Regions from separate parts of the Mus musculus genome. Here all the other regions are linked to region 1. Evidence: chromatin contacts called from public promoter capture Hi-C data. All regions are on one chromosome and are shown on one strand. Each heading gives the region's core, a stretch centred on a gene start, on an enhancer-like site or on the middle of the called end of the contact. The rest is flanking DNA. Distances are from core to core; before and after follow the strand shown.

Region 1 (3,992 bases), core at 409-2,908:
TCTGCCAGGCAGCTGCTAACTGGAAGGAGCCTAGTGGAGCATTCAAAGCAGTTACCCCAATAACCCCAGGGCTGATGTCATGAACTTTCACATTCTGAGGTGAATCAGAGCAAATCCTATGTTATCCCAGGGTTTTCCCCTACCAAAGAACATGGCCACTTGGGGAATGGGTGCTAAAACTTGAATTTCCAAGAAACTTTAGTTTCAGGGCAGGAATGTTCAACCTGTGGGTCGCGACCCCTCTGTGAGTCACATGACCCTTTCACGGGGCTCACCTAGGACCATCAGAAAACACAGATATTTACATTAGGATTTGTAACAGTAGCAAAAATACAGCTATAAAGCAGCAACAAAAATAATTTTAAGATGGGGGGATCACCACTACATGGGAAACAGCATTAAATTGTCACAGCATTAAGAAAGCTGAGAACCTGTTTTAGCGGCGTTTAAACTTCAGGGTTTGTTTACAACAAAAATCACTCATGCTTATTAAAGTCTTTTACAACGATCTTTCCTTACAGAAAGGCTAAGAACATGTGAGGGCATTTAAAAACACGGGGGCGTAGAGGGGTAGGAGTGAAGTTTTCCAACGAGACCGGTGAAAGGAAGTATTCAGCCTGGAAGTGGGCACCTGGGTACGTGCAATGTAGTATTCTTAATATAGCCAACCATCTAATTCCCCAAAACTGGGGCAGCACAGCTATTCTACCTAACTTACTGAGGATCTGGCCCAGGGAGTATCAGGAAGGGAGTCTGAAACTGGCAGTCCTTGAGAGTTGCTGAAAGCATTCTGATGTTTGTCTACCGGCGGGCAGAAAATAAGTCGTGACTTCTCAATTCTTAGGTAAGCCTCTGCCTGGAAGACTGAACCTGGAACCGCTACAGGCCTAGGGTAAACGTCCCGGAAGGGTGGAGGGTAAGGAAGCTGGATGGTTCCAGGAAGTGAGTGGGGAGGAGGAAGCTGTGGAACTGGAGCTGAGCCCACCGCATGGCTTCCCGGACGCCTGGCAGAGGGAGTCCCTGGCCAAGGTGCGCAGCATCACGCGCGCTCTTGGTAGGACTGACCCTTCGGTTCCCGACATCACTGAACCTCTGGCCCTGATTGCGGTTGTTTAAAATAAATAAATAATTTTTTAAAAGGTTGCGAAGTGGGCGGCGGCTAGGGTTTCTGTAGCTGAGTCACAGCTTTGCCAACTTTCACAACATTTCCCAGAAAAAAAAAAAAAAAAGACTCAGCCAAAGCCCACCACTCTCGTCCCCAGTTCTGTGTCATTTGACCCTCTGGGGGGGAGGAGGGGAAGGTAACGTCAGCCAGTACCACAACTAGTCCCCACTCAGCATGCAACTTCTCACCAGCGCCAAGCCTCGTGGTACCTGGAGCGCTAGCCAAGTGCCACCAAGCTCGGATGGAAGGAAGAAAAGAGAGCCGCGTCCTCACCTGCAGGACACTGACACCTCCACTCGTGTGGCGGGGATGGCCGCACTCAGCTGGTTCAAGTCCCCGATGCCCGTGGCGCTGGTGTAGCGGCTGTCCATCTCGAGCTGAGGAACGGAGCACTTGTCCCGAGCCCACATCCAAGCTGCGGCGGGCTGAGCGCTGCTCGGAGCGGAGCTCCGCACCGACGGGAAGGGGTGAGGGTGGAGGCAGAGGAAGGAGGCGGAGGCGGCGCGGGAAGGGGAGGGAGGAGGCGGACCTCGTCGCGAATCCGGCGACCGAGCCAGTCCTGGCAAAGCCGCCTCGGTCTCCCAAGTGGCGCTCCGGGCTGCTCCCGCCCTGGGGCAGCCCCCGGGCGGTGACTGGGTCTGCAGCTCGGGGGCTCTGGGCGTAGGGCGCAGAGACAGTAGGTGACCCGGACAGACACCGCGCCGTCTAGTGGGAGAGCCCCAGGCGCCGGCGATTGCCCCCCGCCCCAGCTGATATGCTCCCCACTTCGGGCTACTGGACTGATGTGGTGGTGGGGCAAGGGATGGCCACCAGCCTTTGACTCCTGGTGCAGAGGGGCGTGCCAATATATGGGGCAAGCTTGGGTGGAGTGGACGCTGTTGGGACAATCGCAGCGTTATAAGAGAGGTTTCAATGCGTCTGCCATCCCCTGCAACTTTTAGGCGAGGGTCTCCTTAAGGCAAGATCGGCGCCTTGCAACGCACTTGCCAAACCGCAGGGATTTCTGCCCTGAGGCCCGGGAGGTCGTAATAATAACTTATAATCTAGCTCCTCCTCAATCCTGCTCCTCAAGACCTGAAAGCAGGGCAGCGTAAAGCAGATGAGCAGCTCGGGTGACCGGGGAGTTTAGCAAATAGATTCCTGGCGGCGCGACTGGGAGTGGGCAAGACGCGGGGCGCCGCCGCAGCTTGCCGGGTAACCCCCACTTTCCTGCGCACACCTGACCCGAGGCGTCACTGCGGGTCTTCTGGCGATGGCCGCCAGGGGGCGGTGGAGAGCAGGGCGCCCAGCCTCAGGAGGGAGCGTGGCTGGCTCTAGCCCTGGCTCACCTGGAGAATCCTGGGCTTGTGACTGGTCTCCCTTGTGGTATTTTAATCCACTTGGAGCCACTTCCTTAAAGAATCTGTGTGGTTGCAGGGGAAATAGAGTGTAGATGCTTGCCGCTCTTCCCTGCCCCAAATGTTTGCGTCACTTTGGTCTTGTTTGCTTTCCCTGGTCGCCCCGCCCTCCCTTCACCACCCCTTAAATCCACCAGTTCTGTTTTTCTTTCTCTTCCCCCTATCACAAATTAAACTGCAGCTGATGACTAGAATTTTCCCTCAAGCTCTCTTATTGATGCCTGAAATTGATTTGGTGGAGGAGGTCTAGAGGGTTTTTTTTTTTAAGCAAACTAGAATTTTATTTTGCAGGCACCTCCTGAAGAAATAAAAGGTAAGGACTTTAGTGCTCAACCCAGAGGCCTTCTCCGAATTTTCCACTTTATCTAGGTCCATATGTGTGTGTATCTGAATGCATTGATTTACATGCACAATAGCATGCAGGTATTTAAAGTGTGCCCTCTGATGGATTACGATCGGTATCAACCCGCTAAACCATCACCACACCAAAATAATAAACCATTCCCTCGCCCCAAAAGCTTCTTGTGTCTCTTTTGTAATCAATCCCTGCTTTCGCCATTAAAACAACACTTCATCTTTAATTTAAATACCACAGAATATGGCACACTCCATGCCTAACCCGGTTTCTTTCCGTCTGTAAAATTCTTTGCAGTTTCATCTACGATAACAGGTGCATCAATAGTGAATAATCTTCCTTTTAGAGACTTGCCACAAATTGGTCACCCACTCATCTTGATGAACAGTGTACTTGCCCCTGGGTTTGGGCTATTACATACGAGACTGCTGTGAACGCTGGCATATGGGTCTTTTGTGGGCATAAGCTTTCATCACACTGGGCAAGTAGAAATAGAATAGCCAGATGAAAGTGGAAGAGTACACGTAATTTCTTAAGAAATTACTGAATTGTTTTTACAAACTAGTTTTACTATTTTCTATCCTAAAGTAATATATGATGGCCAATTTTATCTATGAGAGTTTTTTTGTTTGTTTGTTTGCTGTTTTGGTTTAGTTTATGCCCATGTCAATGCTAAAAACCCTTGGCATATATATATATATATATATATATATGTATATATATATATGTATATATATATATTATACACACATACATACATATATAAAAATATATTTTGTTTTCTTCTTGTAATTTTAGTTTCAGAATTTACATTTGGGTCTATGGTTTCTTTTAAAGAATGTTTTAAAATTATCTTAAAGTAATCTTTGCCAAAAAATCAACATAGCAAATAAGTTCACTCTTGGACACTGCCTTGTTCTGTTGACCTGTCTGTCTCTGTTTAAACCAGAATCAGAGTGTCTTAACTACTACGGCAACAGGATATTTTTAATTGATTCCTTTCCAAAGAGTTTGGCCACTTTAAAATGTTTGTATTTTCCTCACAGAATTCAGATTCACCTTGACAATGTCTATA
Region 2 (3,992 bases), core at 1,076-3,575, 360 kb before region 1:
ATGACAGACAGACAGGTAGATAGATAGATAGACAGATAGATGATACATAGAGCAAAACATCACATCAGGTGTTGAAAACATCTAGTAGTGATTATGTAGTAGTCAGCTGGAGTTCCCAATAAATTCAATGCCTGGCAGATCAGTGTGAAGCTTCACACACTCAGACGAAACTTCCATACAAAAGAACCAATAAAAAAGGCAGTGAGACCAAATTGAAGGCTTACAAAGATGTGGAAGAAATCACCTGAGGAAGTTGAGGCAGTCATCTGGAGTTCTCTGCTGAGCTTTCTCTCCACGTCTGGGCTTTGCAAGATTGAAGTCAGCCTCTTCTTTCTATGGCAGGCATTCATACCAGGTGATCAGCAATAGTAAGCATCACTAGAGCTGGGCCATTAGCTGTTTTTGAGGGTTCAATGGTTTTTTTTTACTCTAGAGCCCTCTTTCTCTTCTCTTCCTTCTAAGTCACAAAGTTAAGGTGACCAGCCAGCCCATCTCTATTCTTTTGGAGAACACTTGACTTAATTGTGCTTAGATGTGAAGTTATGGATGGGAACACCCAGCTTCCAGAGCCAGCTTCTCAGTGATCTCAAATATCACTTGAAGATTTACTGACGTAATGCATTGTAAGACCTCTTGAAACAATGCATTTCCTAGTGTGTAAGGGTTTTTTTTGGAGGGGGGGGAGGGGTGTTTTGTTTTGTGGTTTTTTTTTTTTGTTTTTTGATGGTTTTTTGAGACAGGGTTTCTCTGTATAGCTCTGGCTGTCCTGGAACTCACTTTGTAGACCAGGCTGTTAATCCCAGCACTCAGAAAGCAGAGGCAGGCAGATTTCTGAGTTCGAGGCCAGCCTGGTCTACAAAGTGTGTTCCTAACATTCCTGAAAACAGGTTTAGCTCACGACAGAGAAGGAAAGTGAACCAACAACACATTATTTTAGCTAAGAGTGGTGCAGTCATACAGCTTTAACCATTTGAGGAATACAGGGAAGAACTTTAATACAGAATGTGATTTTCTATGAAGGATACTACTTGAATATTTTAATATAAATATATAATTATTGCTCAGAGAAAGACTGTGGAACCACAGGCTAAGTTGCATTGCCTTGGATAATTGTGGTAATTTGATATATTATTTCCTAAGAATAGTGAAGGAATGACACTAAATTAAAAAGATATGACCTTCTGTTATTAAAAATGAGCAAGCATTTATGTGTTCAGTGGCTCTTTTGTGTCTGAAATGGAACAGTTTAGTTAAATACACGGATTAAATTTTCAAGCAAACAATATAAAATTGAAAGCAATATAAAATTCCCATGGGAAGTCTTCAAAATAGGATTTCTCATTGCAGTTCATAACTCCTTTATAAATTCTTTTGGCAGATGTTTGCTGAGCATTCAAAAGTAGGTGCTCATTTGAAAAATGAAATGGTCAGGGGTAGTCAATATGCGCTGCTTGTCTATTTTCTAGCTATTATTTCATTCACACTTCATGAATCTATTCAGAACACACATTCATCTTCTGTGGTGCTATTGAAATGTTTGACTGTGAATGACAGGAAGTGCCACAGACCGGGCCTAGTGGCCCCCCTCAATCCATGGGAATCAGGGTCTCAGACAGATGGGCATAGAGTCGGTAAAAATGGGGTGACAAACAGACAGGACACAAGGGAGTGTGCTGAATCTGAATGTCATTTGTCAAATTGAGCATCAAATTTTTTTTTAATATTTTTTATTATTACATATTTTCCTCAATTACATTTAGAATGCTATCCCAAAAGTCCCCCATACCCTCCCCCCCCACTTCCCTACCCACCCATTCCCATTTTTTGGCCCTGGCATTCCCCTGTACTAGGGCATATAAAGTTTGCCTGTCCAATGGGCCTCTCTTTCCAGTGATGGCTGACTAGGCCATCTTTTGAAACATATGCAGCTAGAGTCAAGAGCTCCGGGGTACTGGTTAGTTTGTAATGTTATTGTACCTACAGGGTTGCAGATCTCTTTAGCTCCTTGGATACTTTCTCTAGCTCCTCCATTGGGGGCGCTGTGCTCCATCCAATAGCTGACTGTGAGCATCTACGTATGTGTTTGCTAGGCCCCGGCCTAGTCTCACAAGAGAAAGCTATATCAGGGTCCTTTCAGCAAAATCTTGCTAGTGTATGCAATGGTGTCACCGTTTGGAGGCTAATTATGGGATGGATCTCTAGATATAGGGAAGTTAGGTGATACATCGGTAAGGTACAATGAGGTTACCGGATGCTTAATGACTCTTACACAGAACAGAGGAATGTAAACACAAAGACTGGCAGGAACTGGGTAATAAAACAACTGAGACAAATTCAGCTCTATCTAAGGTCACCTATAGTCTTAGAAGCCAGGTGTGAGGTCTTTACACTCCCAGGGCAAGGGCTTTCAAGTCCAAGTCATGGTTCTAATTAAGGAGTTCCACTCTAGCTAACCTTCTCACGAATAATGCAATACTCTAAAACCACAGCCTGATCTACTTCCTAAACCACTGTAAATTCCTGTATATGGGAGCAACTTGGCTTTTATTCTAAGTGATAGTGGGGGGGGGGGCTTTCTACTAATAAGTAATGTAGTCTGCCATACATAACTATAATAAGAATTCTAAACTTACTTTGCTAAGCTTGCCCTGAGATTTCTAACTCTATGTAGTAGATAGCAATGCCTGATTTCTTTCACTATCTCTCTTGCAATACTAGAGGCAATTCTGAATGTCACTTAATAGGCAACACCTTACTGAATTCTAAGCCCAAGGTCGGCTCAAGGACTACCTAGAGCATTGGTGAAGGCCAGGAAGCAAAGTTCGATTTTGCTTAGGTTTTTGACAAGTCATTGCTCAGAGGCACCTACAACAAAACAATACTGAAAGGAAGCACACAGATCCATTCCCAAGGACAAAATTGGAGCATACGTGCTATGGAATGCCACAGTTCCAGGAGACTAAGTTTCCGTGAAACTCTTTGCCTCAGGACTGCATCCAGGCTTTTGTCCTATCATGCATGTCACTACTGGAGTGGATGTAGCAATAAAGCCAATGAAGGGAAAGTCAGGGAAACTCAGCTATTCACCCACTAGTATTACAGGTTAAGACATATGCAATGAATATTGGCGTTTAATGAGAAGTCCTTACTGTAAATTGCCCTTTTCTGGTATCTGTGAAGATAACAGAAACATACATATACAATCACACAGACACATGCACACCAATAAAACATAAATCTTCAATACAAGGTTATTCTTTATTTACAGTGACTACTGACCAATAGTACCCACCAGAGAGTATGAACTTATCTTTTTCACCAGTTATTGAATATTTTTAATTACTTACAGTGTTTGCTGTGACAAGTCACACACAAAGTGTAATATGGAAGGAAAATATTTAGTCCTATACACGATTTCTCACGAGACCAGATTTAATCCTAGTGGTACAACTTTATGACCTTAGAGAAATCACTAGATCACTCCACAACTAAGTTTACCTATCTTTTAAAAAGTAGTCACAGTTCTTATAGCTAAGATATTAAAGGTATAACGAAGTATGTAAGCTTTGGAAGAGTCAAATATAGCAGTATTTAACATACTACTTTTTTCCTTGTGAAATATGTTTATTTAGAATTCTTAGAGGATTGGATATGATCAAGATACACTGTGGAATACCTGTGTGGAGTTATGAAAGGATAAATAAAAGATCTATTTAAAGGGAGAATTCTCAGGCCCAGTGGCATAACTACATTGGTATAATGATGGTCTCGCATGCTTGAAGCTCCTAGAAAAAGAAATTTCAAGTCAAAGAACAGATATAATATTGACTTATCAATGCAACCTTTTCTAAAGCTGGATTATATTTCTGCTTTGTTGAAAGTGTGGGCATTTAGATGAAGTGTAGACTTTCCATTATTAAAATAGACATGTATGTCCTCTTTATAACTGATGACAATTACCTTGTAGTGCCTGTTTAGAAATTATATATGCA
Region 3 (3,992 bases), core at 948-3,447, 280 kb before region 1:
GATAAGGAAAACATTATGACAGACACCAAATAAATTCAGAATAATTTTTAAAAGATTTATTTATTTACTTTATTTATATGGGTACACCGTAGCTGTCTTCAGACACACCAGAAGAGGGCATCAGATCCCATTACACATGGTTGTGAGCCACCATGTGGTTGCTGGAAATTGAACTCAGGACCTCTGGAAGAACAGTTGGGGCTCTTAAACACTGAGCCATCTCTCTAGTCCCCAAATTAAAAATATTTTTAAAATTTCAGAACCCTCCCTAACATTCCCAGACAGCCATACACCTACAGTGTACACATCCTAAATTTAGGACTGTCCACTCTAGGTTTCATGAGTAGATGGACAATTTATTTCCACATATCAGATAGCTTGCCCTTCTAAGGCAGGAAAGATAAGCAAAAATCATCCACAAGGATAGAATATAAAAACAGCCAAATTGTGATGAGTGGTGGAATTCCAATAACTGTGAAGAAACTGCACAGTCAGAAAGGAAGAAAAGGGAAGCTACCGTGAGTGACTCCTTCAATTTCACAGCTGTCAAGGGCTCAACAGAGTGCTAGCCACTAGAATGGCAGAGGTGAATCCTACCTACTGACCTACTGACTTACTGACCTTGGATCTTGACCCCATTCTAGGTAACAGTGCTGTGTTCACCTCTCCTTTGCCTGCTGCTGACCTCACAGGACACCTGCTGGAGGAAGAGGAGGGTTGTCCTTGTAATCATGGAAACAGAAGTGCAGCCTATGTGACCCATCCCCCTGCTATTGCTTTTCTTACTAAGCACCAGGTGCTTCACCCTTGTCAATCTCTAGGAAATGAAATATTATAACAAGACATGGTACAACCCTAAGACACACAGTTTATGCCTTTGCTTCTCTTCTAGGTATAAAGCAACGTCCCAGTCCCATTCACATTAGAATGGCATTCAGCACTCACTTTTCCTTTATCTTCTTTCAAGAGGGACTTATTTATCATTGAGCCCATTCTCTCTGCCTGACCTGTTCCAGACACAGCAGCAGAATAGGGAAGAAAGCCTGGTGTCCCGCCCTTTAGAAACTTACAATGTGATGGAAGAAACAGGATGGAATTATTTTAAAATCCTTTTACTTATTCTTTTTCTATTACTTACTTCTGTGGACCAAATGCATGTCTTCCCTCCAAATAGCTGAGCTGGCAATATCATCAAAGGAACTGCAAAGCTTTTACATCCCTTTGTTCTTCCTGGGTGGCAAGTTTTATCCCTTTCAGAACCTTAGCAGCGCCTGGTTGCTGCCTTTATTCACTTTTTTCTGCATTCTTCAATGGACAAACCTCATTATAAAAAGTGACCAGACCCACACTCTTAACATTTCTGATTTCTTGGGAGTAATGGGACCCCTGCAAATCTTTATTAATGACAGTTTCAACACAAAGGAGACGGACAATTGTTTTTGTTTATTTGTTTTTTCTTTTTCCCAACCTTAGGTTTTCTGTTCATATTTGACTATAGTGAGTTGAATAAGCAAACCTCATTAATAGTTATTATTTTTCTAAAATTAGCCAGGGTCTGAGAAAACTGCAACTTATTTTAAGACAAAATGATCTTTGTGATGGGTGGTTCCCTGGACACCTCCCATTCCTCTTATTTTATTTCTTTCTCTGGCCCATCTCAAAACAATATATAATACTGAAAGGCTGAGATAAAGCATTTAAAGACAGGTGGAAAGCATTTAAAGGCTCAGAGGAAAAAACAAATAAAAATCAGCTTAAGGAACCTAGCTCTGGATTTATGTGTCACATACTAGACCTGCACTGCCTCAGACAGTGCCCATATAGCCACAAGAAATAGGCACACAATAGCTGAGGAGCTGAGGCTGGAGGAATGACTAGAGCCTACATGATTCCTAAAAGCAGAGCCCAGTTGGATCCACGTGAATCTGGGATGCTTGTGTGTGTGTGTGTGCCACATTCCCTACCAGTGGCTAAAAACCTTTCTCAGCCCTTGCTGCCATCAACTTTCATTGCCTTTTTACTTTTTCTTCTCTCTCACAGCTGATCTCCAGACGCCCGAAGAGAGTCACAGCTGCTATCTTTTCTCTGAACTAACAACCAGCCTTCAACTCCTGCACAACATTAACTGTCCCAGGGCTATGGAGAGAGTGAGTAGACAAATAACTCGCTTTTTTCTCTTCAGTTCAGTGTTTGTAACCTTGAATCATATGAAGTGTGGTGGTTTGAATAAGAATGTCTCCATAGGCTCACATATTTGAATATATGAGGTCATCAGGGAGTGGCACTGTTTGAAGATATTGGAAGGATTAGAAAGTGTGACTTTGTTGGAGAAGGTGTATCATCCGAAGGTGGATTTTTAAGTTTCAAAAGCCCATGACAAGCCCTAGTCTTTTTCTCTTTGCATGTGAAACAGGATATGGTTCTCAGCAACAGTTCCAGAGTCTGTCTGCATGCTGCCATGCCTCCTGCCATGATGATGAGGAACTAAACCTCTGAAATGGTAAGCAAGCTCCCATACATGTTTTCTAGGTTAGGCTGTCTCTTTGCATCAATACTCCAGTGACTAAGACATGAAGGAAATAATTTTAATACTGAATTATCACAGAATTAAAAAGTTGATGCTGATATGAACATCTGGTTCATCCTTATCAGTAATTTGTAACTTTAAAAAGAAAGGCTGAATTGTACTCATCCCTACACATGCACATGCAATGCCTTACACGCCCATGAGAGGACTGAGACAGGCAGACTCCATGGCAGGCTTCAAACTGGCAGTTCAGTAGACTAGGCCTAGATCTCTGCTTCCAAGAACTGGGCAAGTCCAGGTTAGTCAGTTACTGTAAAAACCCCAGGCCTCAGGCAGATAAGAAACTGCCCCACCATCAGAAGCTGACCCACCACCTGGCCTGAGGCAAGGGCAATAGGTCAGCAATAGTTTCCAGGCTTCCCCAACAACAGTTTCTAGCGCCCCCCCACCCCACCCCCCACACACCAGCAATGGTTCTGGAATGTCTCTAGATACAGAGCCAACTAATTAAGATAAAGGTTACCCACTCCTCCCTGAATGTGCTATAAATTGGGCCTGTGAGCTCACTTGGGGATCTCCATCTTGGTAAATGAAAGACCCCAACATGCTAGACTTCAACAGAATAAAACACACTTTACTTTTCCATACTTTTGAGTCTGGGATATCATTCTTCAGTAAATCATGGACCCTGACACATATACATGCAAACTCAAATACATGCACCCCTCACATGAACACACACACACACTTACGCGCCCCTAGCTGTATTATCTATTCAGACATTAATAGTTGGAGAAACTTGATAACTATTAGCCTGTTAGATACCTTTACGAGAGTGTAGAATTATAGGATGTGAAACAACTCAGGATGGATTTCTTTTAAAAGACCAAGCTAGCAAAATGGAAAGCTATTTAGAAGGAGAGAGATATAGAGATAGTGGGTATACCAAGTTAGAAGATGTGGAGGACGAATTATAACCAGTTAGAACCAAAGATGTCAAAATTCATCTAGTAAAAAAATAATGTCACACACACACACACACACACACACACACACACACACACACACACACACGTGAGAGGACTGAGACAGGCTAACTCCATGACAGCCTTCAAATCATCAGTTCAGGAGACAAGGCCTCGATGATTACCAGTATCTGTCAAGAACCTTCCATTGATGGCAAATATGTTTAGTACATTTGCAAATGAAATGATCTATAAAGCACAGGGAAACAGTTCCCTTACAATACATATTTTTGTTTGAAGATTTTGCCCAAAGTAATCAGCCCTAATTAACACTTAGCCCTGAAGCAGTGAGCAGGGCTAGCAGGCTCTACCTTTCCCTGCAGGGAGACTCTCCTGGAAGCTCCCCAGCTCTTCTGTCTCTCATCAGCTTGAGGGACTTTCTCTATTTCAATCCATGTGGGGGTTCTGCTTTCAGTTCCTGTTTCACTTGGCATACTTAC

The links. Promoter capture Hi-C pulls out the DNA fragments that hold promoters and counts their contacts.
Region 2: a contact with region 1 is called in a promoter capture Hi-C map of trophoblast stem cells, with 5 times the contacts expected there. The contact joins the enhancer-like site here to the promoter of Cpne8 in region 1. A contact is called at or near these places in 8 of 39 promoter capture datasets (3T3-L1-derived adipocytes, the C10 cell line, cranial neural crest and 4 more), 1 of 484 Hi-C or Micro-C datasets (cerebral cortex), 4 of 115 datasets of contacts at active chromatin or transcription factors (embryonic basal ganglia, embryonic stem cells, forebrain and 1 more) and 1 of 9 other capture datasets (pancreatic islet).
Region 3: a promoter capture Hi-C map of the SN4741 cell line shows a contact between it and region 1, with 2.7 times the contacts expected there. The contact joins the enhancer-like site here to the promoter of Cpne8 in region 1. A contact is called at or near these places in 3 of 39 promoter capture datasets (the 3T3-L1 cell line, the SN4741 cell line and cranial neural crest), 1 of 484 Hi-C or Micro-C datasets (neural progenitor cells) and 1 of 115 datasets of contacts at active chromatin or transcription factors (forebrain).

What each region holds. Positions count from the first base shown.
Region 1 is chr15:90,677,730-90,681,721 of GRCm38.p6, forward strand. It overlaps Cpne8 (copine VIII), which reads right to left and starts at 1,659. Exons shown (of 20, transcript NM_025815.2): 1 at 1,439-1,659. The coding sequence starts at 1,575.
Region 2 is chr15:90,316,451-90,320,442 of GRCm38.p6, forward strand. No RefSeq gene overlaps it. Among named protein-coding and RNA genes, the nearest start is that of Gm36480, 35 kb to the right of the region's middle. Within about 2 kb of position 2,326, at least 1 of the 459 cell types and tissues checked has an H3K27ac peak or open chromatin away from gene starts, as enhancers often do. A contact at or near this core is called in trophoblast stem cells, where this site is marked.
Region 3 is chr15:90,399,849-90,403,840 of GRCm38.p6, forward strand. No RefSeq gene overlaps it. Among named protein-coding and RNA genes, the nearest start is that of Gm36480, 48 kb to the left of the region's middle. Within about 2 kb of position 2,198, at least 24 of the 459 cell types and tissues checked have an H3K27ac peak or open chromatin away from gene starts, as enhancers often do. A contact at or near this core is called in the SN4741 cell line, where this site is marked.